Linked DNA regions of Mus musculus: regions 1, 2, 4, 5, 6 and 7 are each linked to region 3. Evidence: chromatin contacts called from public Hi-C, HiChIP or PLAC-seq and promoter capture Hi-C data. All regions are on one chromosome and are shown on one strand. The core of a region is the stretch at or near the end of the contact, and the rest is flanking DNA. Distances in the headings are between cores, read along the strand shown.

Evidence for each region. Promoter capture Hi-C pulls out the DNA fragments that hold promoters and counts their contacts. A called contact is a pair of places that touch in the nucleus more often than the background predicts. HiChIP or PLAC-seq counts read pairs in DNA pulled down with a chosen protein or histone mark.
Region 1: a contact with region 3 is called in an H3K4me3 HiChIP or PLAC-seq map of bone marrow-derived macrophages, with 7 times the contacts expected there. The contact joins the promoter of Zfp707 here to the promoter of Zfp7 in region 3. A contact is called at or near these places in 2 of 39 promoter capture datasets (erythroid cells and pre-B cells), 1 of 115 datasets of contacts at active chromatin or transcription factors (bone marrow-derived macrophages) and 1 of 9 other capture datasets (adipose tissue).
Region 2: a contact with region 3 is called in a promoter capture Hi-C map of pre-B cells, with 2.6 times the contacts expected there. The contact joins the promoter of Myh9 here to the promoter of Zfp7 in region 3. A contact is called at or near these places in 2 of 39 promoter capture datasets (hippocampal neurons and pre-B cells), 2 of 115 datasets of contacts at active chromatin or transcription factors (extraembryonic endoderm stem cells and pancreatic cancer cells) and 1 of 9 other capture datasets (adipose tissue).
Region 4: a promoter capture Hi-C map of hippocampal neurons shows a contact between it and region 3, with 2.1 times the contacts expected there. The contact joins the promoter of Apol8 here to the promoter of Zfp7 in region 3. A contact is called at or near these places in 4 of 39 promoter capture datasets (the 3T3-L1 cell line, cranial neural crest and hippocampal neurons) and 2 of 115 datasets of contacts at active chromatin or transcription factors (bone marrow-derived macrophages and pancreatic cancer cells).
Region 5: a promoter capture Hi-C map of pre-B cells shows a contact between it and region 3, with 3 times the contacts expected there. The contact joins the promoter of Pycrl here to the promoter of Zfp7 in region 3. A contact is called at or near these places in 2 of 39 promoter capture datasets (the C10 cell line and pre-B cells), 1 of 484 Hi-C or Micro-C datasets (B cells), 2 of 115 datasets of contacts at active chromatin or transcription factors (bone marrow-derived macrophages and pancreatic cancer cells) and 1 of 9 other capture datasets (macrophages).
Region 6: a contact with region 3 is called in an H3K4me3 HiChIP or PLAC-seq map of bone marrow-derived macrophages, with 9 times the contacts expected there. The contact joins the promoter of Zfp623 here to the promoter of Zfp7 in region 3. A contact is called at or near these places in 2 of 115 datasets of contacts at active chromatin or transcription factors (bone marrow-derived macrophages and pancreatic cancer cells).
Region 7: a Hi-C map of B cells shows a contact between it and region 3, with 5 read pairs. The contact joins the enhancer-like site here to the promoter of Zfp7 in region 3. A contact is called at or near these places in 2 of 39 promoter capture datasets (the SN4741 cell line and cranial neural crest), 1 of 484 Hi-C or Micro-C datasets (B cells) and 1 of 115 datasets of contacts at active chromatin or transcription factors (pancreatic cancer cells).

Annotation. Positions count from the first base shown.
Region 1 is chr15:75,967,080-75,970,489 of GRCm38.p6, forward strand. It overlaps Zfp707 (zinc finger protein 707), which reads left to right and starts at 2,044. Exons shown (of 4, transcript NM_001347040.2): 1 at 2,044-2,325. The coding sequence starts at 2,218. It also overlaps the pseudogene Eif2s3x-ps1.
Region 2 is chr15:77,840,505-77,843,637 of GRCm38.p6, forward strand. Myh9 (myosin, heavy polypeptide 9, non-muscle) reads right to left here and starts at 1,671. Exons shown (of 41, transcript NM_022410.3): 1 at 1,453-1,671. It also overlaps the pseudogene Gm22107.
Region 3 is chr15:76,877,547-76,880,945 of GRCm38.p6, forward strand. Zfp7 (zinc finger protein 7) reads left to right here and starts at 1,707. Exons shown (of 5, transcript NM_145916.3): 1 at 1,707-1,807; 2 at 3,193-3,236. The coding sequence starts at 3,234.
Region 4 is chr15:77,753,541-77,756,663 of GRCm38.p6, forward strand. It overlaps Apol8 (apolipoprotein L 8), which reads right to left and starts at 1,733. Exons shown (of 4, transcript NM_001081970.2): 1 at 1,648-1,733.
Region 5 is chr15:75,919,502-75,922,896 of GRCm38.p6, forward strand. It overlaps Pycrl (pyrroline-5-carboxylate reductase-like), which reads right to left and starts at 2,059. Exons shown (of 6, transcript NM_025412.2): 1 at 1,875-2,059. The coding sequence starts at 1,965.
Region 6 is chr15:75,939,349-75,942,397 of GRCm38.p6, forward strand. Zfp623 (zinc finger protein 623) reads left to right here and starts at 1,604. Exons shown (of 2, transcript NM_030199.3): 1 at 1,604-1,811.
Region 7 is chr15:77,799,138-77,802,190 of GRCm38.p6, forward strand. The region is part of intron 3 of Myh9 (myosin, heavy polypeptide 9, non-muscle); the gene reads right to left. Among named protein-coding and RNA genes, the nearest start is that of Myh9, 42 kb to the right of the region's middle. RefSeq lists an enhancer at 1-2,162. Within about 2 kb of position 1,639, at least 290 of the 459 cell types and tissues checked have an H3K27ac peak or open chromatin away from gene starts, as enhancers often do. A contact at or near this core is called in B cells, the SN4741 cell line and pancreatic cancer cells, where this site is marked.

The DNA of each region.
Region 1 (3,410 bases), core at 794-3,293, 910 kb before region 3:
CCAAAATATAAGAATAAACATAGATAGCTAGTAGTAAGATAATGAGCTAGGAAATTAATTCTTTCTAGTATTGTTTTGAAAATATACCCCATAGGCTATTAAAAGAAATTCCAACTCTTTCCCAAGGCATTGTTTAACTTGGAGTCTTCAGTCATCATCTACAGTTGGCTTAATGGTCACTCCTCTTCTTATCTGACCCCAACCAATTAAACGCCAGTGTTTCTCAACTCTTCTGTTAAGGGCAATTTTTTCTCCTTTCTTCTGTACACACAGGACTGGTCAAAACAATTTTGCCCAAATCAGCCTTAACAGCACTAACTCTTCCTCCTGTCAACAGGGATCCTATGTTGACCATAAGCACTTCATTCTTAGACAGCTTTTGGACCTTGGCTGCTTTCTTGTCTCCTTCAGTACGTACACCCAGAAGACGTTTAAGCAGGAAATAGGAGATTTCCAGTTCTGTGAATATTTCAGGTAACGCTCCAACTGCACCAAGCACTTGTCCCACCATTCTACCAGCTCAGCACACAGTGGGGCCGATCTTTGTTCCAACTCCAGTGAGACCACCTGGGGCAGCATACTGAAGATCATTATGTTTCCCCCAAAAAAGTGACACAATATTGGAAAAGGTTGGTTTACACATGAGTTTTCCTTCCCTATCTTTGGAGACAATACGGGGTCTGACTTCTATCTCCTGGCATACCTTTAACACTCCTTTTAGAATACTACCACCAGCTATACCTCCCTTAAGGTCATCGACTTCACAGCCAGGTTTGTTGACATCAGATGGACTGATAACAATGAGATGGGGCTCTGAAGTAAAGTCTCTTGGGGCCACTGGTATTTTCTTCACTATATACTCACAGACAACTTCAATATTATACTTCAGTTGAGCAGAAATTGGAATAATTGGTGCCCCTTTCTGCTATCGTTCCTTGCACAAATGCGAGATTTTGCTCATATTGTTCCTTAGCCTGACTTTCTTTTACCAGATCAATTTTATTCTGTAAGATCAAAATATGCTTGAGTTTCGTGATTTCTACAGCAGTCAGGTGTTCGGGCCAAGGGCATGATTCATTACTAGCTATCAACAGAAGAGCTGCATCCATCTCTACTGCACTGTTCAGCATCGTAGCCATCAAAATATCATGGCCAGGACAGTCAACAAAGGAAACATGTCTGACTAATTTGAAGTTCCCTTTGGCCCCCAGAATGTATGTAGGAAACTTATCTGGTGTACTGCTTCCACATGATCTGGTCTAGGACAACTTGAGTCATCAAAGTTTATAAGTCTTAGCATGAGCATGTCCAAGCTTGATGGTAATGTTTCTTTCTAGCTCATTTTTGAATCTGACAGTGTGAACTCCAGAAATAACCTTCACCACGGTGGACTTCCCATGAGCTCCATGACCAGTTGTAACAATATTAATTGTAGCTTGTCTGCTGATAACTTCACGTGAAAGTGGTGTCAACTTGGTAACATCCCCCAGCCATCTTGCTCAGAGGGGAAAGGACGTATCTTCCTTTCCATCTGCTCAGCTATCTTATGGTGGGACGAAGGCTGCCTAAACTAGAATTAGAATTACAAATAAGTTTGCATCTTTCAAATTAAATTTGGCATCACAGTGGCCTAAGGGTCCAGTGACCCCAATGAACAAAGTAGGAAATCCTGACCCATGCCACTAACATGAAGCAAACTGGCAAACATCAGTTTAGACAGCCATAGGACAAATTCCAAACAAAGAATGTTGATGGTTCTGGCTGCTTGAGAACTGGAGATAGGTTCTCTGGGGCATGGACATTTCTGATTTGAAGCCAACATGGTCTACAAAGAGAGTTCCAGAATAGCCAGGGCAACACAGTGAAACCTTGTCCCCCAAGCCCATCAAAACAAACACCTCCTTCCAGTGGGCTCAGGAACACACGAAAAAAAACCCACAGACCACCCATATCAACGGAAGGGCTGGGCCCCTGGGGGCGGGCTCGCGCACACTTCCGCCCTTTTATCTGGCCCCGCCCTTTAAGTAGCCGGAAGACGCTTCTGATTGGCGTATTTCCGCTGGAGAGTTGAAGTCAGTGCGGCGCGCACGGGAGTTGACGTTTAAAGGTGCAGGAGCTGGGGAATCCGACGGTGGTGCTGCTTTGGGTTGCTCTGCTCCGCGCCACTGCGCTTGCGCTGAAGCCGACCCTACCCCCGGCATCCCCCGCGGCCTTCAGATGCGCCGGCGTCTTGCTGCAGCTGCTGCTCTCGGCGAAGCTCGACGAGAGCGCTGCTTCCGACGGGGCAGCGCTCTTCCCGAGCGAGCTAACGGCGATGCTCCTCCGGTGAGCTCGGACCCTCTACCCCCAATCCCTGGCCCCGCGCCCACCTGGGTCCCCTTGGCACGGGCGCTCGGGTTTCCTGCTTCTGGCAGGTACCGCGCTCCGGCGGTCCTAGGGTCTCAGTCTGGGTCTGTCTGCTCCTGCTTTCCAGGACTACAACTTTCTGTTTTAGTGTTTCCCACACTCCCTGCTCTCCGGCCTTGAAGTCCAGCCAGGCTTGTGGCACCAGTTCTGGTGTTCAGATGAGAAATATATATTCTGGTTTTATCATGCAGAGTTTGTGGTTGGCAGTCACTACCCAGACCTGTGTTTCCCGAGCTTCGGGTCTTCCAGGTGTGTCCCAATTTGCAGCCTTGCTAGTCGAGTATAGATAAGAATGCATATCAGCACAGTGTAGGTGGTTGGTTAGTTATGTCGCAATGTCACAAGGTTGAATGCCTCTAGGCGCAACTTTTGTGATAGCTGTTAAAATAATTTATAGCCTGACTGGCCTCAACTTGTGCTGACCCCTTTGCCTCTGTCACCTGAGTGTTAAGATTAGTTAGGTTTTTTTTTTTTCTCTCTCTCTTTTAAAATGTTATCTCTTAGCTGGGCAGTGGTGGTGCACGCCTTTAATCCCAGCACTTGGGAGGCAGAGGCAGGCGGATTTCTGAGTTCGAGGCCAGCCTGGTCTACAGAGTGAGTTCCAGGACAGCCAGGGCTACACAGAGAAACCCTGTCTCAACCCCCCCCCCCAAAAAAAAAAAAAGTTATCTCTTTCTATGTTAATTTTTAGAAGTGATTCTAGATACTAGTTCTTTGGCAGAAAACGATTTGGAAATTCTTTCTCTGTTGCTTGCCTTTTAATCTTTCTTTAATCTTTCTAACTCCCTTTTAGAATCAGAAACTCTCTTGTTGGTTTCATTAAATGTTGTTTTGTTTGGCTTGCTTTTTAACTATCCCAAACGGTCTTTGACATAGCTTTTTCGTCAAAGTTGGTGTAATGGTTAATTTCTCAACTTGACGCAATCAAGTAATTTGGGAAGAATGTTTCAAGGGATTATTTAGTTCCGGTTGGCTTGTGGGCATGCCTGTGGGGAATTGCCTTG
Region 2 (3,133 bases), core at 421-2,920, 960 kb after region 3:
TGCCTAGTGGCTTGAGAGTTCTAGATGGAGGTCCTGAGATTGACTGGCTGGCATACAGCAGAGGAGGGAGTCCTTTGGGAGGCAGAAACCTCCTAAGTCGTGCTTGAGAGTGAGCCACTCTTAGAGATACTTGGGCCAGTCTGCGTTGGCTAAAAAATACGGAACTCAATGCATTTGCGTGTCATCCTTACGCAGAGGCCATGCTAATCTGTATCGTTCCAATTTTGGTATAGGTGCTGCTGTAGGAAGCACGCAAGTTACTTTGAAATCTTGCTAATCCAGAAAACCGCTCAGAGAACTGAGAACTCGATGGACCTCCCTGTAGCCCAGCCGAGGCAGCCTCCGGGTCTCCAAGACCTGGGACTTCCCAGGGACCTTTTCCCTAACACCGCTGGGTGGGGCCTTAGGCACCCGCCCGAGCCCACCCAGCCTTCAGTTTCACTACAGCCCGCAAGCAAGTCATAGAGGGTACTTGACTCAGTTTGCCTGGGAGAGATGGGGACCCGGAGGAGCGGGGTGCAGCTCCTGCCTTAGGCGTGGCTCCAGAACAGGATGAGGTGAAGACCCTAGTGCAAGGAAGTGGGGGATGTCTTCAAAACTCCGCCTCTCATCAAACATAAAAGATGCGGCTGCCCGGCCTGGTCTTAAAGTCAGGGCCAGCTCCCAGAGACTGGCCCGGGCGTGGCGTCCCAAGGTGCGGTGGAAATCAGGTGCACGCCTGCCCGGGCGACGGGGCAGCTGCCGGCAGACCCAGGCCTTCTGACCTCGGGCAATAGAAATCCAAGGTTGAATGAGGTCAGACGGGGGGGTTCTTTTCCTGCGCCCTGAGCCCCTCGGCAGCTGGGACCCCTTTTCCCACGCACTCTGAGTACCTCTCCCCGCCCCCTCCCGGCCCAAGGGCTGACGGACAAATGAGGAAGTCCGCAGCGGACGGCGGAAACCGTGCCGGGCGCAATGTCTGCGGCGGGACCGACCGATCCTGACTCAGGAGGACGCCCTGACAGCTGCCAAGCGGTCCTCGCCTGCCCGTTACCTCCCTTTGCCAAACTTACAAAGGAGCTGCTGCCCCGTGCCCACGAACGCATCCGGCCGGCTCGGCCGAGATCTCCGGGACTGCTGCGTCCCGGAAGGGGTTAAAAAGTTTGCCGGAGCTGGCCGTCGGGGAGGCGGGAGTGCAGAGGCGACAGGAGCAGGCCGAGCTCCCAGTGCCCCGACCGGGAAGGGCATCCTGTAGGGCCGGGGACTGCGTCCCCCGGTTCCCTAACCCCGAGGCCTCGCTGCCTATCACCCCTCGGGTGAGGATGCGGAGTCCGGTCGCACCCGACCGCGCTGAAACCCGCCACGCGGAGGCCGAGAACCACAGGGCCGTCCGCCCCAAAGGACTCGAGTCTTGTCGCCGCGCGCGCGCGCTCGGCAGCTCCGGGGCGGGACATACCGGCAAAGCTCGCTCACCTGAACCTGGGTCTGCCCGGGGAACAGGCGCTGGTTCTTCCGAGTGGACTTTCTCGAGCGCTCGGGCGGCGCGGCGGGGTGGGGCGAACGCGAGACTGGAAGCTGCAGCAGGTCAGGTTCTTGAGCCTTCCGTGCCCTGCCCAGGAACCGCGGTGATCTGCGCGCCTCACCGCACCCAGCTCTGGTGCGCGCCGCCCTCCCTGCCCCGCCCTTCCAAGAGGAGGGCGGGTCTACAGCTCGCCGCCGGCTCGTGGGTGGAGCTTCCAAGAGTCCCCGCCCTCTCCCCACACTGCCCAATCCAACAGGAGTCTGGCCTAAACTGACAGATTTTCGGCCTATAAACAGACAAGAGATGGAAGCCGGAGTGCTGAGATTCATCCTCCCCATCTGTCCCCACCTCCGCCCACCCCACCTTCCACCCGCGCTTCCTAGGCGGGAGCCACGCCTTGTTGGGCGGGTCCAATGGACAGCCAGGTTACAGGACCAGGATTGACGCGGATTTCATCCAATCAGAAGCAAGCGGCTCAGGCGCGCTGGGCTCCTGGTCCCGGCTCTGGTGTGCAGCTTGGGCCGCGCCGGGGCCGGAGGGAGCGTACTGGGGAGGTCTGAGGCTCTGACACTCCGCCCAGCGAACCGTGTTTTCCCTTCGTCCTGTCCTACCAGGAGAACAGATATTAAGTACCATATATGGGAAAAGTGGTATTTTACATAATTATGATGGCTGTGGGGGCGGTCATGGCTTCAACCCTGCATTCCGTGTGGGCGTCCTGAGTTCGATTTTGGAGCCTGCTCGCGGCTGTCCTCCAACCTCTGAACCTTTGCTCTGGCTAGTACCTCTGCCTGGAATGCAGTCTAAGCCACTCTTAACCTTTGAATAATTAACTCACACACATCTCAGATATTTGTCACTAAATTATTTTAAGGGTAGATTTCATTTGTTTTATTTTGGTTACTAACCACGAGAGGATTTTTTTTTTCATTTAAAAAAATGTACTTTGCCATTAATCTATCAGGAATTTGTCCACGCATTATTTTCTGCCCAAATTGTCCGTTTCCGAGTTGTGTCCATTGATCTATGTGGTCGATCCTGCAGCACGTCAATGCTTTCAAATGGCTTTATGAAGGCAAATTTCTCGTCATTGCTCTTAACTGTTGGAATGTTCTTGCTAACACAGTTAAAATGATCCTTCCATATAAACTTCAGGGAAAACTTACATTCTGAAGCCAAAAAGCAGCTAAAGAAAGAAAGAGATTTTGCAGCCCAGATGACCAGTGATTGCTACCCACATTACAGCAAAGACTGCTTCCCAGTTGATAAGAAAAATTTAAAAAATTTTTAAAAGGCTGAACCATCCAGGGGTTGTGGGTGGTATACCAGAACTCAAGAGGTCTGAGGTAGGAGGGGGAGTTCAAGACTAGCCTGAACTACACAGACAAGCAGTTCAAAGGTGTGAAATATATAAAGCCAATAATTACTTTTAAAACTAATCATCAAGAGACTGGAGATGTACGGGCAGTGGTGGCCCATGCCTTTAACCCCAGCACTCGGGAGGCAGAGGCAGGCAGATTTCTGAGTTCGGTCTGCAGAGTGAGTTCCAGGACAGCTAGAGCTACACAGAGAAACCCTGTCTCGGAAAAAAAAAAAAAAAAAAAAAAGCCCAGCATTGTTAGAGCCGGTGAG
Region 3 (3,399 bases), core at 457-2,956:
CCCCCATCATCTCCTCTCTCCTCACATGACTCAGGGTCATGTCCACTCTGGACTCCCCCAGATGTTCCTGCCTCTGGCTGTGCTCTCTCCCTACAATAAGCTTTCTCCTCCACCATACCTGTACCTTAGGAGCAGACAGGTCCCTTTCTTTTTATTTCCTTTTTTTTTTTTCATTCACTTTGGACATAGTATAATGATCATGTGACTCCAAAAGCCTTCAGATGGGAGATTAAAAAAACTTAAATCAAGGGGCAGCACACATATACACAGACACATACGGCACACACATATACACATACACCACATACACACATACACAGACACACACACATACATGGCACACACATATACACATATATTATACACACATACACACATGGCACACACATATACACATATACCACACACATACACACATACACGGCACAGACACATACACATATACCACACACACACACACACACACACACAAATAGCACATACACAGCATAGACATTTACACATACATGCACAAACCACAAACATACACACACTCAAGGCACAGACACACACACACACACGCATGTGAATGTGCATACACACTCTCTCCTTTCTCATAGCTCCCTCTTTGCCACTTTCCAAGGACTATATCCTCTCCCCTCACACCCGCTCAGTAGTGCAGATACAATAGGCCCTCTATCCTCCTTGAAACATTTTCTTTATCACCAGTGACTCCATCCTTCACTTAGTTCTGCCAACCTCCCTCTCTCTATGCTAGTGTTTCCTTGTTACTAGAATCTAAAGGCCTAGGCTCTCTGACAGTTGAAGAACATGTTAGGGCAAGGAGAATTGACAGGAAAAAAATCAGGTTTATTCAGTAGCTGGCATTCTTTTTTTTTTTTTTTTTTCTTCGAGACAGGGTTTCTCTGTGTAGCCCTGGCTGTCCTGGAACTCACTCTGTAGACCAGGCTGGCCTCGAACTCAGAAATCCGCTTGCCTCTCCCTCCCAAGTGCTGGGATCAAAGGCATGTGCCACCACTGCCCGGCTAGTAGCTGGCATTCTTGAGAAGTTAAGATGTACTTTCTCCTCAAGACTCTTTTTTTTGTTTGTTTGTTTGTTTTTTCGAGACAGGGTTTCTCTGTGTAGCCCTGGCTGTCCTGGAATTCACTTTGTAGACCAGGCTGGCCTCAAACTCAGAAATCCTCCTGCCTCTGCCTCCCAGGTGCTGGGATTAAAGGCGTACGCCACCACCGCCCAGCTTTTTTTTTTTTTTTTTTTTTGGTTTCTTGAGACAGGGTTTCTCTGTGTAGCCCTGGCTGTCCTGGAACTCACTTTGTAGACCAGGCTGGCCTCGAACCCATAAATCCACCTGCCTCTGCCTCCTGAGTGCTGGGATTAAAGGTGTGCGCCACCACACCCGGCTTCTCCTCAAGACTCTTATCATTAAGGTTCAGGGACCCAAAGGGATTTTTGGTAAGGGAAAGCCTTTGGTAAAGCTTTTTGGGGTTGGTAGTGAGACTGTGGTTGGGTAGGCTCTTTCTCATCAGAAATGCATCCTCTGGCCCCGCCTCCTGGTCGTGCCTGGCCTTCGGTGACCTTCAGCCACACTTCCCGGCCCTGCCTCTCAGTCTCTAGCCCAGCCCTTTATGGGCCGTGACAACTTCTGGCCCCGCCCCCACCCCTGTAACCTGGCGGGGGGCGGAGTTAGAGAACAAACGGGGCGCGCTGGCCAGCGAGCGGAAGTCGCCCGGGTGGGGCACAGTGGGATAAGCTTGCAAAGCCCTTTCCGGTGGCTCTCTTGTTGGGATCCACCACGCGCCGGGGCAGGTGAGTAGGCGCAGTCGCTTTCCTTGTTTTTAGGGCAAGGGACACTTGGCTTTTACTCCCCAAAAGGATGGAAGGCGTGGGCGGCTCGGTGCTGTTGTGAATGCCTGGCCGAAGACGTGATCCCAGCGGAGTAGAATAGCCGAGCATCCCAGCTCTTCTAGCCTGCTCCCGGGCTCCAGTGTTGAACCTGAGCAAGGCTGCTTCCCTCCAGGCCTGGGGCTGGGTGCAACCTCCCTCATTCCTCGTGAGTAATCACTTTCTGGGACTATCTCTTCTCTCATTTCTGCACCTGAATGACCTGGAGTCGGTCACGCCTGCGGACTCAGAAGGCATCTCAGGATTTGCTCTTCTGTATCTGAGACCGCGATTTCCCATTGGTAGTCCAAATGCTGGGGTCTGAGAGGAGAATTCTTTTCTAGTGTTCACTGCTAATTGGCCAGTCTAGCCAGTGGCCAGATACCTGGGCCAAAAGCTACCTGGGAAAGTAGCTTCCTCTCTCCCATTTTGACCTGAAGGTGGGTGTTTGTGTGTGCAAGGAGGGGCCCAAGGGCTTTGGTTTAGCAGAAGGGGACTTCTCGAATCCTTTTTTGTCGTCATCCTTGTGACTTAGGGCAGCTGTAGCTCGTTCTGGAATTTAGGTACAGGTGAACAGGGATTGTTTTCCTTCTGAAGGCCTTTTTTTCTTTTTCCTGGACCTGACTGCTACTGCCTCCAGTTAACTCTTCCTTATCTTCTCTCCTTTGGCTCACACACTGGCTCACTTGGTCCCATTTTCAGATCCTGAAGTGCGTTTCCTACCTCAGCCACCAGCTTGGCCTAGGTCCCTGGGGGAAGGCATCCTTTAAACTTTACCAGCGTTTCTCATTTAAACACTTTACTAGTCCCCCCGTACTTCAGCACTGTTGTTGATGTGATCTTAGTTGTCCTTTCTACTAGATGTCCCATGAAGTCTCCCTCGTTGTTCAGTTGAATGTGTGGCCTATGGCAGCCATTTATTTATTTATTCATTCATTCATTCATTTATTTTTTGGTTTATCGAGACAGGATTTCTCTGAGTAGCATTAACTGTCCTGGAACTCATTCTGTAGATTAGGCTGGCTTCGAACTCAGAGACTAAAGGTGTGTTTTATACACACACACACACAACACACACACACACACACCTGCCGCAGCTGTACATCATGGCTCCAGCCCTTACTCCCACACAACACAGACAAGAAGGCTCAGGAGCTGATATTCAAATATCAGCCTTTGCCCAGTCTGGTGTGTCTGTGCGTCTGGCTTGGGTGGTAAAGAAGCAGTGGGGTACAGAGCCCCTCCAGTCACCCTGGGAACTGGGGAGCTTCCTCCCCTCTGACCTCTGATCTCGTTATGATTTCTCACAGGTGTCTGACTCAGGACAAGCGGATCCCACCCTCCAGATCTCATGGTAGGGAGCCTGGCTGCTGCCTGTATTCCCTCTCCACTCCTGTCAAGCCCCCACATCCTACCCTTTCCACTGGGCCTGATCGCATACCTAGCTTTGACCCTTACTGTGGCTCTGGCCAGGCTGGTCCCTGAGGGGGTGAATAAATGTCCGCCCAGACCAGAGT
Region 4 (3,123 bases), core at 483-2,982, 880 kb after region 3:
TGATGGTGCGCTTGTAGGAAATAATTGACTTTGTATACAGAAGGCAAGAAGAGGAGGGATGCTCTGGCAGCCCTCTGAGGGTAGGAACACATGGGAACTGAGGGTGAGAGCTGGTGGTGACTGTCTGGGACACGCAGGGCTCCTTAGGCATCCACCACACGGTGACCCCATCTCAATGTAGAGGGAAGACCACGAGGCTAGCTAGCATCCCCAGTCTTCATACCAGCACGTGAACTCTGGCTATTCTGAGCCATGTCCCTCCCCCGCCCCTTGACTAAGCCTGGGTCCCTTAAACTCTAGCAGGCTATCCTCCTGTCCGTGTGCAGCTTCCCATCCACAGCAATGCCTGTGCCCTTCAGGGTACAAGTTCACCACTGCCCAGGGCTCGCTTTCTCTCTCTCTTTCTCTCTCTCTCTCTCTCTCTCTCTCTCTCTCTCTCTCTCTCTCTCTCTCTCTTTCTCTCTCTCTCTCTCTCCTTGCTTCTGCAGGGTCCTGAATCTAACCAGGGCTTAGAATCCTGCCACTTCCTGCCTTTGTTTCAGTACTTGCTCTGGGCTGCCCATCTGCCATCGCTAACCATGGAACCTCACGTCATAGCCAATCCTTTATGTAGACAGTAGTGCAAAGGACATTCTCCTTTAATAGAACTTTGTCTGCCTTTCAGATTACCTCTTCAAGATCTGTCTAGAGGTCTGGCAAAATGGTACAGTAGGTAAGGGTGCTTGTGGCTAAGGCTGATGGGCAGAGTTCAATCCCAGACCCTCATAATGGAAAGACAGAGCTCACTCCTGCAAGTTGTCCTCTGCCTTACACACACACACACACACACACACACACACACACACATTTGAAAAATAAGTCTAGGCTGCTGTGGTGGCACATGTCTTTATGCCAGCACTCTGGAAGCAGAGGCAAGTGGATCTCTGTAAATTTAAAGCCAGCCTGGTCAACAGATCAAATTCCTGGCCAGCCAGGGCTACACAGTGACACTCTATTTCTAAAAAATAAAAACAAAACAAATAAAAGAAAAAGAAAAAAGAAAAATACAAAAAAAAAAACCTTAAAATAACTAACTTACTTTGTAGGCAGAAAGCTAAAAGTAGTTCTGTCCCACTGGGATGGTGTGTGTGAGGGCACAGTAAGAATTGTTTCTGGTGGTATTTTCCAGGCACACAAAGGCCTGGCAGAAACAGCAAGAGGCCTGCAAATGTCCCCCAGTTCACCAGATGAGATGAAGTGGCCTTTACACGTGTGTCTGTCCCTTTTCTGTCTTCACTGTCATTTTTTATACTGCCCAGCTCTGCATGCACACAAGGTACACTGAGAAAAGTTTGGTCCAGCAACCCATTATAGGGTTAACTACCACAGGGTTAATTTAACCAAGACTTGCCTGGCTCCCCTCACCTCTATGGAGCTCTGTCAAGGCACCTACCACCTGCAAGAGCAACAAAGGGGAGCATGTCTCAATATCTTCTCAGATGGTTCATTAATATTCTTTCCTTTCATAAGCAGATAAAATCTTCTCCATTTTGTTATTGTTGTCATACTTGTGACTACTCACTCCCCACCCCCAGGCAAAGACGTTCATAGGCAAGGAAAAGTCCCCAGTCTCCATTCTTTGGCCCCTCAGGAAAGCCTTGCACTGACCTGGTCCTGTGCTGCAGCTGGGTGCTGATGTGGGCATGGTAGACCTCTTGATGGGGGCTGTGACTCAGTTTACAGAAAGGCTGTTCTGGGAAGGACTGCCCTGCCCTGCCCAGGCCTGCCCTGCCCTGCCCTGCCCTGCCCTGCCCTGCCCTGCCCTGCTCCTGGCTGGCTGTGCAGCCCTGATAGGAGCCCTCTTCTTCCCAGCTGGAACCCGAGCAGAGTTGCGCAAAGCAACCCTCCAACCCCATCCCTTCTGATGGTTTCAGGGCATCCTCAGAGCAGGGAGGGAGGGAGGGAGGGAGGGAGGGAGGGAGGGAGGGAAGACACCTTGCTCCTTCTAAGGGGTCCTTGATGATCTCTCAGGGTCAAGTTGAATCCCCTTTAGTCAGCACTCCAGGCCTCAAGCCCACTGCAGTCTCCCCCCTCCCAACCAGCCCCTGCTTCTATCATACATACACCTTCAAGTCTATCCTGCCTCAGTGACCATGACACCTCCGTGTCTTTGCTGTGGCTGACCCTGTAGTGAGACTTTCCCACTCCACAATGGGACACTCCTGTTCTTTCTGCCCCTTCATCTTCCCACAGTGGCTGTGGCACCTGGCTCCCACTGTAGAGACTCTAACCCCACCCCACAGGTGGGCAGTGGCCTTGGGGGGGTCAACAGCACAGGTGATGTATCCATCGGTTGAAAACACAGGTTCCTGGTGGGCAGAGTGGAGACCCATGCTGGCCCATTTACTCTGAGACTGAAGCACTAAGTGGGACCTTAAAAGGCCACATTGGTGGCACAAACCTAGAATCTCAGCACTCAGGAAGAAGCTTAGATGAAAAGATGATAGGTTTAGAGCCAGACCTGGCTATATGGGGAGACTAGAATTTCTACGGAATTAGCCTGTGCGTTTCTGCACACTCAGAGTCTCTCTCTCTCACACCCAATGGTCTACTCAGTGATCTTAGGATTGCAGAGCTGGTATTGCTCTGGGGATGGTGTTTGGCAATGTGCCCCTCTTAGTCCCCACACCTTGTGTCCTTGCCTATCCAGACACCCAGGACAGCTCCTGCTTTCTGCCTTCATCCCTCACATACTGATAACAGGAGTCAGGGGAGATGTGAGCCTGTGATCCAGCTGACTAGTCTGCCCTTGGCAAATCACCCCACTACTGACTGGGCCCTCAGTTTCCTCGCCCCCCATAGGCCCTGAAACAGAGTGATGCCCAAAAGGACAATTGGATGAGAGCTTTTGGGCTGTCCACATCTTTAGGAGCCAGATTTAGTCCCTGTCAGACAACCAGGGAGGCAGAGCCAAGATTCAAACTAAGATAAACATTCTGACATGTGGCACTCATAATCCCCCTTTTTGCTTCTGGTAATTTTGGGATCATTTTTTTTCTATAATTTCCCTTCCATCAAGTTTTCACACACACACACCCCTTACCTGGTACCAATACCAGGATTGATATTAATATTAACTCAACA
Region 5 (3,395 bases), core at 809-3,308, 960 kb before region 3:
TTTCAGGGAAGGGGCAGCTGACTGGAACATTTAGGTCTTTTGGCCAAAATGCAAAACCTCTGAAGGAACGCCAGAGCTAGGGTTGCATGGTGGATAGCAAGAGAGTTAGTAATAAAGGTCTGGAGAGACAGCTTAGCAGCTGAGAGTATTTGCTGCTCTTGAAGATGACCTGGGATAGGTTCCTACAACCCACTTGGGCAGCTGACAACCATTGATAAGTCTACCTCCAGTGGAACCGGTGCCCTCTTCTGGCTTCTGAAGACACGGAGTGTGTAAGCATGCAAGCACACACATAGACACACACACAGTGCCTAAACAGATAAAACACTCAAACATATAATTTTTAAAAAAGCTGATCTTAGCCTGGTGATGGTGGTATATGACTTTAATCCCAGCATCTAGGAAGAGACAGGTGAATCTGAGTTCCAGGCCAGCCTGGTCTACAGAGTGAGTTCTAGGACAGCCAGGGGGTTGCATAGAGAAACCTTGTCTTAAAACAAAAACAAACAAAGCCAGTCTGATAAAGACCTAACAGGCAAGTGAGCTGGTGTGTCCTGGGGAAACGAAGTGGCCCCTCTGGTGGACACCACCTGGTTTTGGAGGATATAGGGGTAGAAAGCCTGGGCCAGACAGAAGTGCATGCTAAAACCTTCCCCAGGGAGCTAATGATGTCAGTGACAGTGTGTGTAGCAGCAAGAGGCAGGTGAACTGCCAGGTTCGACGTGTAAACTGCTAAGGCTTGTAGGAAGCCCTCCTCCCATGATCATGGGCCTCTGGACTTTGAAATACAACTGAAAGCAGAGAGCCAAAGGTCACCAACTTCCTCTACCCGCAATCTGTTCATAAAGTTTTCTAAATACTGTACAGCCGTGCTGGGCCAGTAAAACATCAGTTATATACACCAGCAGTCCTCAGCCCGGAAGAGTTTGCCTCTCTCCCCACCATACCCCTCAAGCTCCAGGTAGCAGACATTTGGAACTGGTGGAGAAACGTCAGTCTTCAAATTCAAGGTATTGTTGCCATAAAGAAATGACAAACCAGCGATAGCAGGCACTCTTCAGAGCACAGGGCCAATCCTCTTCCTCCCGAGTGTCCTCACAGCTGCCCACCTCTGAGAGTGGGGGCTGAGGAATGGGTAGCCTTTGGTTAAGCCAGAGGCTGAGGAGGAAGAGGCCAGGACGTCAGACATTTAACTTGGCATTAAGTCGGTTCAATCTAAGGCACGATTTGAGCCACATATGGAACTAGAAACTCGCAGCCACATTAAGGAGATAAAAAGTTAAAAGCGAGTCAGCGAGTGGCTCACACTTTTAATTCCAACACTCTGGGAGGCAGAAAAAGGTGGATCCCTGAGTTCAGGATCAGCCTGGTCTACCTGGGAGTTCCAGGCCAAATGAACCCTGTCTCGAAAAGAAAAGAAAAGAAAAGAAAAGAAAAGAAAAGAAAAGAAAAGAAAAGAAAAGAAAAGAAAAGAAAAGAAGAGAAGAGAAGAGAAGAGAAGAAGAGAAAAGAAAAGAAACAAGCAAACTCCACTACAAAGAAGTCACACGTGAAGTCAATCGTAATATTCTTTAATGCAATACATTTAAAGGAATATTCACCAATACAATCAATGTTAAATAAATGAACTGGTTTTTTTTGGTTTTTTTCCCCCACACCTCGCCTAACATGCCCACTCACCGGCCTGGGAAGGGACTGCGGACTCATCCAGCGATCCTGGAGGCCTTAATAGAGTCCTGATGTATGATTCTCACCCAGGAAACCAGCGAATTCACCCTACTGGCCCTTGGTGTACCACGTGCGCCCCTCCCGCCAAGGCTTACGAACTCCTCCCATTAGAACGAAAGCTCCCCCAGCCAGGCCTCGCCTCCCACCTGCTTGGATGAGGCCTCGGGCAATGGCCTCCGCCATGCGGCCTGCACCCACGAAGCCCACACGCCGAGGTTCAGACATTGTCGCCGCCATCCTGCTCTGAGCTGGCCTTCTCTCGTCCTTGCGGCAGCGGGTCCCGCCCACTAGAACTGCTTTGACCGACAGAAGCGACTGGGCGGGTTTGGGAGGACAGAGGGGCGGGGCGGGGCGGGGCGGGGCGGGCGCAGACACTTGGATTTTGACGCTTGAGGCGGGATTTCCCCCAAGCTTTGGTAAACCATTGGTCAGTGATTTTGCTGAGGGGAAAGAAGAGAAAGGAAGGGGAGCTAGTCCTAAGCAGGCTGTCTAATTCCTCCTGAGAAGCCTGAAGCTAGCTAGAGTCTCTCCAAAACCCTTACAGAGAGATTTAGAGGGGGAGAAAAACAAAAAAAACAAAAACCAAAAAACGCTTGAACCACTCCAGGATGGGCCTGGGGTGTAAGGTAGGTACTCCAAGCTCTTGCCTAGCTTGGGTGCCTTGGGTTCAGTCCTCGGAGTGGGTTCTGGTTCTCTACATTAAAAGCAGCACTAACCATCAGTCACTAATACACAGCACTTATTTTTTAATTTAAAAAAAACTTTTGAGTGCTTTAGTGTCTCACCAAAATAGTTATCTGTATTGAATTCCACATATAGTGACATTTAGTCACTTAGCTGGCTATATGTATAGTCATTTAGCTAAAGTGAGAGCAGAGGAAAGAAAAAGCAAGCAAATCAAGAAGCCCAAAACAGAAAAAAAGGCAGGTTTTCATGAGCAATCAGAAGCCTGGCTGTGGTGGCACACACCTTTGGTCTCAGTCCCAGGCAGGTGGAGCTCAAGTTTGAGGCCAGCCTGGTCTACAAAGCAAATTCCAGAACAGTCAAGGCCACAGAGAGAATCCCTGTCTAACTAACTAACTAACTAACTAACTAAATAAATAAATAAATAAAATGATCAGGATCCCAGCCTTCGTCTCATCCAAATTACCAATTCAAACAACCACCAGCATACAGGTGGTTTGTTGCTGTCTTGTTTTGAATGTGCATAATTAGGCAAACTAGAACACAGCACTTAGAAGGGCAGTGCATGCTGTCTTTGGACTGTGAGGTCCCACAGTAAAGATGGTCATCTCCTGCTTGCCACAATTGGGATGTGATGGCCAGTCCTTCCCTCTCTCTCACTGTGCGAGGTGAAGAGTTATAATTTCCTAATCTTTCCCCAGACCCCACCTGAAGCCTACAAGCACTAAGTCTGCCTGACATTAGATGGACACCTGTAAAACCAGGAGCTAAAAACTACAGCTAAATAAGGCTTTTCCTTCTTAGACATTAACTGTCTCAGGTAGCAACAGGGAACCTGCAGAATCCTCAATATGGAGACAAAAATCCATTCTATGGGGTGAGGGACATGAGTGTAAAGAACTTGTGTATTCTGGGCGGCACCCAGAAATGTTCAAGGCTGAGACTTGGCCTCAAGTCTGTCGGAAAGTGTATGCAGCTGTCTG
Region 6 (3,049 bases), core at 354-2,853, 940 kb before region 3:
CGAAAGGATGGACCATCTAGTGATTGCCATATCCAGAGATCCATCCCATGATCAGCTTCCAAACGCTGACACCATTGCATACACTAGCAAGATTTTGCTGAAATGACCCAGATATAGCTGTCTCTTGTGAGACTATGCCAGGGCCTAGCAAACACAGAAGTGGATGCTCACAGTCAGCTACTGAATGGACCACAGGGCCCCCAAATGGAGGAACTAGAGAAAGCACCCAAGGAACTAAAGGGAACTGCAACCCTATAGGTGGAACAACAATATGAACTAAGCAGTACCCCGGAGCTCTTGTCTCTAGCTGCATATGTATCAAAAGATGGCCTAGTCGGCCATCACTGCAAAGAGAGGCCCATTGGACTTGCAAACTTTATATGCCCCAGTACAGGGGAATGCCAGGGCCAAAAAGGGGGAGTGGGTGGGTAGGGGAGTGGGGGGGGGTATGGGGACTTTTGGTATAGCATTGGAAATGTAAATGAGCTAAATACCTAATAAAAAATGGAAAAAAAAAGATTCTGGGATTCAGGTTAGCTGAGGCTGAAGAATCAGCTGTAATGAACAAGATACCAGGACTACTAAAGTGAAACCTTTGCTTTGCTGTGATACTCGATGCTGGTCAGCTACAGCTGAAGAATTAGTAGTGATTAAGAAGAAACTAGCATCATTGAGGTAAAAACTTTCTAAGTATTTCCTAAGAGCTACACAGAAGCTGTGTTCCAGAAGCAGCCAAGGTTGTCCCTCATGCTGGCAGCTGAACTTGGTAGCATAAGAGTCACCCAGGTGGTACTTACTGGTTTTGAAGACATGAACAGTTCATGGAGGGCAGCTGAGGCTTGGCACTGTGCAGTTTCAGTGGCAGATTTTTTAAAAACAGGATATAAAATATAGAGATAAACCCACACAATTTTTTTTTTTTTTTTGTTAAGACCTAGATGACTCTTAAGGTTGTACCTTCCACGAGGCTGAAGAGATTCCTTGGGGTTAAGATCAAGCAGTTGGTTGGTGCTCTTCCAAAGGATCCTGGTTTGATTTCCAGCACCCACATGGCAGCTAAGAACTGTGTCTATAATCCCATTTCCAGGAGAATATAATGCCCTCTTCTGGCCTCCAGGAGCACCAAGCACACATATGGTGAACAGACATACACACATGCAAAACACTAAAACACACAATAAAATAAAGTTCTGCCTCCATCAGTGAGTGAGCTTGGCATTCTAGGCTCACACCTGACTTTGCAAAGTTGTAAAATAAACTGCCTCGATTTCACTACTCTGAGTCTCCAGTGGTTTATTACAAAGATGTTGTGTCATAGGCACAGCGGCTCAAAGTTGTCTTTCCACCATAGGCATACACACATAAGATAATGATAAAGATGTTCTAAACGCTCAAAGCTAAAACCAAAAGCTACATACAGAACCATCACTAACAACCAACAAGAAATCTTTACTAAAAGCTCTCTAAAGAGCCTGCCTTTCCCAGCTCTTCCAGGGAAGTCTGACGACATCTACTGCCTAGCTTCGCCGCTAATCCCACACCCACGTGCGCAAACAGGGCTCTCAGCCACCGCGTCTGCGCACTGGGTCCTCCGGCTGACCGCAGGAATCTGGCCCGGAAGTCTGTGACAGGGAGACGGCCCCGGCCCCCATTCTTATCCTAGAGTGCCTACGGATGTCCTCCGGGCGGAGCCTCGGGCAGTTTCCGGCCGGGGCGTGCGGCAGCGGTGCGGGCTTTGTGGCCGCCCGGGGTTACCCGCCTGGATGCTGCTCGGCTTGGTTCCGCGCCGTCCTCTCGCCGCCGAGCTCCGGGTGAGTGAGGCGGAGCGGCTCGCGCGGGTGGGCGGGCTCGTGACCGGCGGGGCTCAGCGAGTTGGTTGGTGTCCCGGGCCGGCTGCACTTCGCTTTGGCCTCTGTCCGTAGCTCCTCGCTTGGTTCGGGCCGGAGCCTTGCGTCTCCTCGCCGAGCTGCGGGCGGTAGATGCATGGACCGATCGTCCGCAGACATCGAGGCCCTCGAGGGTTGCACACTCGGCCTCGGCGCCTGCAGGTCGGGCCCCCGGATGGCTGCTTGAAGGCTAAGCCGCTCAGGTGATGGAATGCAGGTGCGCGCCACGCTGCTCTTCGGCTTGGACCTTGCCCTCCTGCCTTCTGCCTTCCCTCAGTCCTTTCGGCCTCTGTCCGAGGGGATGCAGTGCAGGCACCCCAGTGCTTCAGGGGTTGAAGATAATATGTGTGTTGGACAGAATCAGCTCCGTATGTCATGAAGGAGGATTCTTAGGTGGGGTGAGGTGTCATACAAGCTGTTCTATTCCATGAAGTGTCTGAGTCAACGTCTATGACATCTCTGTGATAATGCCAGGGACATTTAGTCCTCTTTGCACCCGGCCCCACCGTGGTCCAGGAGTCCCCAGGGCTTGAGTGCTATGCTAGAGGTTTCCCGGGATATTAGCAGAAGAACAGTTCTAAACTCAAGTAGTTTTCCAGGTGGAGAGCTGATATTCACAATCGCCCTGTGCTCTTCTAGACATCGTTCCTTTGAGACCCATTACAATGAAAGAAACAAATGTCTTCTGATCACGAAGAAATCAGACTCCCCATGCCCCTCGCGCGCGCGCGCGCACACACACACACACACACACACACACACACACACAAACAAACATATACACATCAAGTTTTAAGGCAGAGAGCAGACCTTTGTTCCTGTCACGGATGTGGCATTGTATCTGTTTTAATACTTGGCATAATGATGGCATTCTTTTTTCATATGGGAGGTATAGAGAAACCTCACAAGCCAACACATGCAGCTATGGACACTCCTGGAGCCTTGGGGGTGGATTTCTGGTTCTGGAATGCGTTGGAGGATGATATAGAGAGAGGGTAGACCTGGGAAAGTACCCCCACTCCCCTACAAGACTTATGGTCTGATCTGGAAGTGGACGGGATGCCAGAGAAGCAGTGGGCTAGAACAAAGTGGTGTCTCTGAAGTAAATCACAGAGCCCTCTGACTGCTCTGTTGGCTTATGGAAAATGGCTGCTAAAAGGCCC
Region 7 (3,053 bases), core at 389-2,888, 920 kb after region 3:
GCCCTGGTGCACAAGAATATGTGCACAGACATCAAGCAGGAACTCAGTGCACAAAGCAGCACCTACACAGACTCCTGTGTGTAAATAGATCCACAGCATGCTATATACTTATGTACACACACATACAGGCCTGCATGTGCTCCAAAAGCTTAAAGCTCGGAGCCAGACTCATGAGACCTCTGCCTACCTAGGACCCTTAGCTCTGCCCCTTGACCTGACCTCTCCGCTGCCATTGCAGCCCAAACACAGGCTCGGAGGAATCCCAACCTGCTTCCTCAGACCCTGCTGAGCCACTGCTTTCAGAGATGCCCTACCAAGAGGCCTCCTCCTCCACCTGAGTAAGGCCCCCAACACTGAGCACGGAGAAGCCACCTGCTTAGAGTGACTCACACAGCCTCTAAAGCCTCAAGAGCCTTCCAACACTTTCTGGAAGTTGCAGTCTGACACCTGACCTCCTGGGTGGCCAAAGGACACCCTCAGCACTCAGGAAAGGCGGGTGACTCTTTCACAGCACTATGTTTGAAATCTGCTCCTGAGCTCAGGGCATCCCTTACAGATAAGGAAGTCCCAGCAAGTGGTAGGCCTAAGCCAGCTCATTCTGCTGCCTGCCATCCTATGTGTTCAGTTAGGGACATGGACACACACATGGGGACAAACACACACACATATACAAACACGCACATGCGTGCGCACCCAGCACTCAATAACCTTGCCTCACACTGTCATCTCTGTGGCTGAGTACACTCACAGGCCTCCGGAAGCCATTTATTTCTGCCCAAGTCCATACTTGGTCCTATGCGGTCTAACAGTTTATCTGAAATGCCCTTTTGTCTTTTTTCTACCCTGGGACCTGGAAGGTAACAGCCACCAGCATAACCTTATTCAGACACAGGCTCTGAACCACCAGGACCCCATCTCAGAGGATGTGGGCTGAGATAGGGCTGTGAGTCTCAGCCATGGTCTCTAGAACTCTCAACAGCCACAGCCTTTCCTCAGTCAGAATCTTGACAAAGCCCTGGAGCAGGGGACATTGGCTGGCAGAGAGCAGTTTGACTACTATTGGTCCATACACCCAGAGCAGTTAGAAAGGAAGTCATTAGCCCTGCCCTTGACCTCTGGAATGAGCAGGGTCTGTTCTGAAGACCTGTGGCAATAAATGCCTGAGGCCTACTCAGAACTCTTTCCTTAGCCACCCCCACACTACATCACCAAGCTCCTAGCAGAACCTTCCAGAACCGCAAAATAAATAAATAAATAAATAAATAAGGCTTGCATGAGTTAAACACTCAGCAGTCAAGCTCTTGCTGCCCCTGACTATATATATTTAAACCCAGAAGCCCCAAGGCTGGGTCCACAGAATGACATCAGAGCTGATGTGGCCACCCTGAGTGGACAGGTTTCTAGCCAACTCAGAAGACCACCTGAGGCCTGGGCAGGTGTTTCATCCCAGGCATTTGGAGTCCTACACACTGGGGGAGGGGAGCAGACACACTATGGCTCACTTCCTGTCAGAGGAGCAATGGCTGATTCTTGTCCATAAAAGGCTGTGAGGCTTGAGACTACTAGCACAGTGGTGACATCAGCCAGACAGGAAGTACAGGAGGAAGGGTGCAGGCAGCTACTACAACTGACTCATGGCTGGGCTCAGAGAGTGTACCTCCCTGGAGGAACTGTCACAAGGCCATAACTGGCTGAGTGCCTCCCTGAGGGAGCTCATCTCCAGGTCCACTGGGTTCTCTGGAGCTGAGAAGCAAATGTCAAGGCAGGCAAACATGCCTACCCAAGTCAGCACTCTGACAGGCAGCCCCCTGCGAATGTGCTCTGGAGAAAATTGCACAGCAGACCTGAGGACGGCTTACTGTGTAGGCAAGGCGACTGGCTCACCCTGAGCAGACACTGAAACTCCAGCGTCACCTCTCAACCCCATCTAGACTTCAGGAAGCCACGGCACAAAGGATTTTGCAAAGCATGTGAAATATGGGGCTCCAGTTCAAAGCTAGAGGTGGGAAGGCCTTAGAGTGGCCTGGGGATAAGGCCACAGATCCTGAGGGACCTGATGATTTGACTGAGAGAACTCAGGCCTTTGTCCCAGTAAAAGCACCAACAGGCTGGGTCCAACCAACCTCTATGCAAAGGCCACGGCCACTCACGATGAGAGCCTCTGATGCCATCTCCACAGCCTGATCACAGCTTGGGTGACAGGCTTGGGAAGCAGACAGAAAGGCGAGAAGAGAGGGTGTGAAATACCACTTCCTACTGATTAGCAGAGGTTGTAGACAGGCTGCAGAGGTCTTCTAGCAGACTCCAACGGACAACCCTTTAGGAAGGAAGCCCCTTGGGGGATGGAGAGTGACTCAGTGGTTAAGAGCACTGACTGCTCTTCCAGAGGTCCTGAGTTCAATTCCCAGCAACCACATGGTGGCTCACAACCATCTGTAATGGAACTTGATGTCCTCTTCTGGTATGTCTGAAAATAGCTACAGTGTACTCATATACATGAAATAAATAATCTTAAAAAAAAAGGAAGGAAGGAAGGAAGCCCTTTGCCATGGTCCCCCAAACACAGAGCGTGGTCCTGGACACACAGGTAGCTCACCGAGCAGCAATGCCCACTAGACAGATGATGGACTTGGGCCCACACCTACACTCTTCAGGCAGCCCTCCCTGCCTGGGTGATTAGAACAAAGCTCCAGAGATGACCTGCACTGTGCTGAAGCAAGCAAAGCCCTAAACAAGCTTTCTCTGGGCCAGATGCACCAGCAAAATTGGACTCTTCCCACTTCTCTGCCAGCAAAGCTGAGACAAAACGTTCTCGATGGCAGCCCACCTGGCACAGGCATCTCCAACAGGTTTCTGGCCTGGAAATCCAAAACCACATGAGTGCCCACTACCCATGACAAATGCACACCCCGCTGCCCCACCCCACCCAATAAGCTCAGAAGCATCCGTTAGAAGCATGAGGCTGGGGACGCCGCCTTGAAAATGCTGGGGCCTCCAGCAATCTTGCCAGTCTACTAAGAGGTATGCTGGAGGCTGCCAAGAAGAGCAGGCCA